Linked DNA regions of Sus scrofa: region 2 is linked to region 1. Evidence: chromatin contacts called from public HiChIP or PLAC-seq data. All regions are on one chromosome and are shown on one strand. Each heading gives the region's core, a stretch centred on a gene start, on an enhancer-like site or on the middle of the called end of the contact. The rest is flanking DNA. Distances are from core to core; before and after follow the strand shown. Region 1 overlaps TLE3 (transducin-like enhancer protein 3). Region 2 overlaps LOC110262000 (a long non-coding RNA gene).

The links. HiChIP or PLAC-seq counts read pairs in DNA pulled down with a chosen protein or histone mark.
Region 2: an H3K27ac HiChIP or PLAC-seq map of alveolar macrophages shows a contact between it and region 1. The contact joins two enhancer-like sites. A contact is called at or near these places in 2 of 47 Hi-C or Micro-C datasets (both in liver) and 1 of 2 datasets of contacts at active chromatin or transcription factors (alveolar macrophages).

What each region holds. Positions count from the first base shown.
Region 1 is chr1:167,814,337-167,817,095 of Sscrofa11.1, reverse strand. TLE3 (transducin-like enhancer protein 3) reads left to right here. Exons shown (of 20, transcript XM_021100790.1): 13 at 115-299; 14 at 1,052-1,128; 15 at 1,953-2,202; 16 at 2,572-2,759. Among named protein-coding and RNA genes, the nearest start is that of TLE3, 40 kb to the left of the region's middle. Within about 2 kb of position 1,320, at least 4 of the 83 cell types and tissues checked have an H3K27ac peak or open chromatin away from gene starts, as enhancers often do. A contact at or near this core is called in alveolar macrophages, where this site is marked.
Region 2 is chr1:168,211,103-168,213,802 of Sscrofa11.1, reverse strand. The region is part of intron 1 of LOC110262000 (a long non-coding RNA gene); the gene reads left to right. Among named protein-coding and RNA genes, the nearest start is that of UACA, 240 kb to the left of the region's middle. Within about 2 kb of position 1,397, at least 45 of the 83 cell types and tissues checked have an H3K27ac peak or open chromatin away from gene starts, as enhancers often do. A contact at or near this core is called in alveolar macrophages, where this site is marked.

The DNA.
Region 1 (2,759 bases), core at 71-2,570:
AAGTATGGCTGCTGGGCTAGGAGGCAACCTGGTGGCCTGGGTGTTTTCCTGGATGGAGGGATGGGGCCCACTGCCCTTGACAGCATCTCCCAGCTGACGCCCAACTCCTTGCAGCCTCTGCCTTGCGCACACCCATCTCCATCACCAGCTCCTATGCTGCGCCCTTTGCCATGATGAGCCACCACGAGATGAACGGCTCCCTCACCAGCCCCAGCGCCTATGCCGGCCTGCACAACATCCCACCCCAGATGAGCGCGGCTGCCGCTGCCGCTGCTGCCGCCTATGGCCGATCGCCAATGGTGAGCTTTGGAGCTGTACGTAGACCTTTTGGCTCCTTTTTTGGGGGGACCGGGCCCTGAATGGGGAAGTTGGAGTGGGTTAGGGATGCCCTTCCTGGTGACCACGTCGCTGCCTTTCGGGTAGACTGTTTATTAGAAACAAGACAGGAACACACACTTGGGGCTCAGCAAACCTGGGTCTCATCCTGCTTGCCCATTAGTCACCCTGTGACCTCATGCAACACAGCCTCCCTTTCCATGTGGAAATCGAGGCTGACACCTGTTTTTCTGGGCTCTGTGGGAATGGGAATCCCCGCAGTGAGTGAGGTGAGTTTCCTTGGCAAATGGGGCTGCCAGGTACACAAAGATGTGTCTGCTGTTACTGCTCAGCACTTGGGTTGGCAGGGGCAGTTTCTCTCCTGACCTCCTGAACATGGGGTGGTGGTCTCTTCTCTACATGGCCTGCTGGGACACCAGGAGAGGGGACAGGGATCAGCTTGTCTTGCAGAACAGGGAGAACGAGCGGAGGGTGGGGGTGGAAGATCCTGGTTCAGAGTCTGAGGGTCTGGACTGTCACCCTGTCCCTGCCATTGTCCTGGGAAAGGCACGTGACCCTCCTGGGCATGTGTTCTCTCTGGAACAAGGGGCTCTGCTCTGCTTGGCTGCCCCTCAGGTTCTGAGGGGGAAGCAGTGCAGGAGGAAGGCGGGGTGGGGCATGTGTGGTGGGGGATGCGTGGCGGCACCCTCACTGAGGGCCTTGTCTTGCTTTACAGGTTGGCTTTGACCCTCACCCTCCCATGCGGGCCACGGGCCTGCCCTCAAGCCTTGCCTCTATTCCTGGTGGAAAACCGTAAGCTCTGGCTGTATTTGTATTTGTTGTACGCTTCTTGGGGAGGGCGGGGGTGAGCATACCACCCATCCACTTCTTCCCTGCCCTGGGAGACCACCCCCCCCAGGAAAGGCGCCCCCAGGCCAGGCTGCAGTGCCAGCAATGGCTGCCTGGCCACACTCCTGCTCAGCCCCAGGCTCCCTCTGAAAGGGAATGAGGGAGGTTGGGGTTGAGGCTGTAGTCCCTGGGCTCTGAGAGAGAAGGGACACTTCAGATGCCAGGCTCTCCCATCCAGATGCCATGGAGCTGGTGCCATGCCCCCGTCTTGGGGGCTCCCGGGGGTTCCGCCCCCAGCTGGTGCCCACTGTGACCTAAACCAGTAGGCAGACCATGCCCGCTCAGGCCCGGCTGTGATGTGTTCATTTGATGATGATTCATTTGATGATGACGATGTGTTCAAGTGATGATGATTCATTTGAGGAGCCAATTTTCCTTCCTAATATCACTGGCTCCTGGGCGACGGGGGGAAGCATTCAGACGGCATCGTTTCCAGGATCCCTGTGTTAAGGATTCTGTAGCTGGTAGGAAAGGCTGTCCCAAGGCAGTGTGGGGTTAGCCACCTGGTTGGCAGCAAGGCTGGGTAAGCAGGAGTAGAGGTCAAGGCAGGGTTATGAAGCACTCTCCACCCTGGCAGAGCCAGACGGAGGAGGCCAGGGTACCGGCTTCCCTAGGATCTGGGGAGGGAGCACCTGGAGGCAGGGGGTGGGACCAGTCAATCCAGGCAGAACCCCTGGGAACCGTTAGAGGATTAGAGATGCCAGGAGTGATGGTTCTCCCCCTTCTAGAGCGTACTCTTTCCACGTGAGTGCTGATGGGCAGATGCAGCCCGTGCCCTTCCCCCACGACGCCCTGGCAGGCCCCAACATCCCCAGGCACGCCCGGCAGATCAACACACTCAGCCACGGGGAGGTGGTGTGCGCTGTGACCATCAGCAACCCCACGCGGCACGTTTACACTGGTGGCAAAGGCTGCGTGAAGATCTGGGACATCAGCCAGCCAGGCAGCAAGAGCCCCATCTCCCAGCTGGACTGTCTGGTGAGGATCCTGGGGCTCTGGGCATCTCCAGCCAGGAGAGCAGGGCAACCTGGGCCGGGGGCACACCCCCATCGACCTGGCCGGGCTCGACCCTGTATTGGCTGGGCAACATTGGGCAAACCGGCAAACCTCTCTGAGGCCCACTTTCATCATCTGTAAATGGAGATGATACTGACCTGCAGGGCCTTACGAGGAGATGACTGAAAGTTTGCAAGGTTATAAATGAGGAATGGAGATGGCCTGGCAGCTTCCTGGAACTGCCGTGAATAAGGGCAAGAAGTGAGCAGAAGTGATAAGGGTGCTGCTGGATGTGATGCCCCCGGGAGGAGGGGGTTGGGTGGCCCTGAGCACTGCCCCTTCTCCCTCCAGAACAGGGACAACTATATCCGCTCCTGCAAGCTGCTCCCTGATGGACGGACGCTCATCGTGGGCGGCGAGGCCAGCACGCTCACCATCTGGGACTTGGCCTCACCCACGCCCCGCATCAAGGCTGAGCTGACGTCCTCGGCTCCTGCCTGCTATGCCCTGGCCATCAGCCCCGATGCCAAAGTCTGCTT
Region 2 (2,700 bases), core at 148-2,647, 400 kb before region 1:
CCCTTGCTGTTAGGATAAAGCCCTCCACTGTTCCCTTGGCCTTTGAGGCCCCTGCCCAGTTCTCTACCCTTAAGGCCTGCTCACCCCATGTGCTCCAGGCTCCCTGGGTGTCCATCAGCACCCAGCACACCATCTTCTTGGCCTCAGGGCCTTTGGTCCTGCCATTCCCTCTGCCTGGAATGCTTTGCCCACTTAATTCCTACTCATCCCTCAGGCCTCCCAGGCCAGGCCAGGCGGGGCCCTCCATCCCATGCTATAACAGCCTGTACTTCTCCTTGAGGTGCTAACCACAATGGCAGAGAAACCATCAATTGTCTAATTTAGCCTTGACTGTGTGCCTCCCCAGCTTAAATGTCAGCCTGGTGGGGGCCAAGGACCATGTCATCCTATAAACAAGCCCATGGACCTCACTCCAAATGTTCAGTCTTCATAGAACGGTGAGTCCAGGAAGGAGAAGTGCACTGGAATCTGACAAATCTGGGTTCAAACCCCAACTCGGCCACTTACTAAGCGTGGGCCCAGAGCATGAATGTTACACCGAGAAGCTTTTATTTCTTTGCTATCTTCCTCATAAATCTGTTGAGAGGATAAAGCCAGCCATACCTGGGTGGGTTCTGGGCCACAAGCTGAGGTCACCCCACATCAGCCCCCTCCCTGCACAGGGCCTGGGTTCCAGCCTGGTGTATGGAAGCAGGAACACTGCTGGGGGTGATGTTAATGCCCTGCCCCCCCATCTCCAGCCACCGTGGGAATGGAGCGGCTCGCAGAGGGGAGGTGTGCGGTTTCACTTTCATAGTTTTCAAACAAGAAGACAAAAAGAGGAAAAATGAAACCACCCGGGAAAGCAGCAGGGGCCCATTTTGTCTGCAGCCTGACGTGTTTAGCTCGGCAGGCACAGCCGGCCCCGAGTATTTATTTATTTTTTAAGTAACTGATGCATGAGTCAGTCGGTTGGCTTGGTGGTAAAACGCAACCCACGATCAAGGAAATAACTGATGAACGGCATGGAGTGGATGCCGTGCCAACACACCACTCATGACTTCTGCAAATCCCTTGTTCTCGGGGCCAGCACGGGCCAACTGGAGCTGCGGTTCCTCGCGCTGCTCTCCAGGACCTGCCGCCAGCGCATCTGAGATCCTTCAACAGTTGCCTCATGCTCGCTGCTCACCGCCAATGCATGTTTGCTGTAATTATACCGTGTCTAAAGGAGAAGCACAAAAGACTTGTTGATTTTGGATGGGGGCTGACCTGGGCTGCTGGCAGAGTCTGGGCCGCCCCGGTGAGGACGTGACCAGCTGGGGCGAGTGTTGAACTCAGGCCATCGTAGCCCTGCTGCTGCCTCCTCCTGGCTCCGCTGCCAGCTGACTCGAGCCGGCTTTCTTTGGAGAATCACCCGAGGGGAACGAAACGAGGAACTGGAGTTCCTATAAAAAGCAGCTCGCTCCTTCCTCCCGCCAAGTCCCTGAATGATAATCATCTCTGAAGTGGGCTGCCCCTCCCTCCCCACCGCTAACCATGCTCATTGTCTGTCTCTTGTTTCTGCGAGGAAACATCTTGGCTTCCCAGAGAGGCCCGTCCATGGTGGCTGGGGAGATGTGGCCACCCCGTCTGAGCTGGGCTTCCTGCTTGCCCCACACAGACTGCACTGGGCAGTCAAGGGGTTGGCTAGAAGGTGCTGGAAAGGTGAGAGCACTGGCTTGGTGCCGTGGCTCATGTTCTATGTGACCGGGACAAACGACTTATCCTTGAGGGGGTTCAGTTTCTCCATCAGTTATTTGAGGGGGGTGGGCCAAAGGGTGGTTTCCCAACCCCTTTTTAATTTCTTCCCAGGGAGCAATTACATGGAACCTCAGTGCAGAAAGCGGAACGGCTTGATGAAGCGAGGGCATGTTCCACAGCCCCATCCACCCAGTCTTTCCAGTCTGGCCCCTCCAGTGACCCCTTGGGGGAACCCTAGAGTACCGGGGAACACAATTTGAAAATCATGGCTCTGATCGCAAAGGCGCCTGGCAGCCTTTGGGTTAGAAGGATCTAGGCCTGTGGAGGTAAATCCCAGGAGTTGCCTGTGACTGTGTCTCGTGAACCTGACTCTGTCCTGGGACGGGGAGGGGGCATAAATTCAGCAGGAAGACGACACCCTGTAGTAATAACAACAACAACAAAAACGATTTTGCTCCCGCTGAAGTTTCTTGAGCAACTGGCAGGCTGCCACGAATGTACTTAGGCGGAAAATCACCAGAAAAAAATGATATAATCTGACAGATTTTTCACAGGCTTAAATATTCATGAATTAAAGGAATTGGCAGAATTTTCTACATTATTAGCTTTCATCATGGCTGCAGGAGCAGTTGGTATACTGGCTGCTCTTCAAGATCCATTAATCTCGTCCATCATAAGAGCAGCCATTTTAAAATTAGCTATTTTTACTGAGTGATGGTGTACGGGGGAGACGGGGAAGTGGAAATGCGATTCCAGTTGAAAGGTCCTCCCGCTTCTCACTTTAAAATCAGCAGGACAAGCCAAACAGCATCTCCACAGGAAGGGGATCAGCAGGACTCCAGGCTGTGAAAATCCAGGCATGCAGTGCAGTGCAGGGCCCTCTAGCTCTTTTGCACAGCACAGAAAGCCTTCTGCCTGCTGAACCCAACCTCGGGGTCAGGGGCTGGGCAGGGGGGTCAGGACACCTTTCTGGGAGGCTGA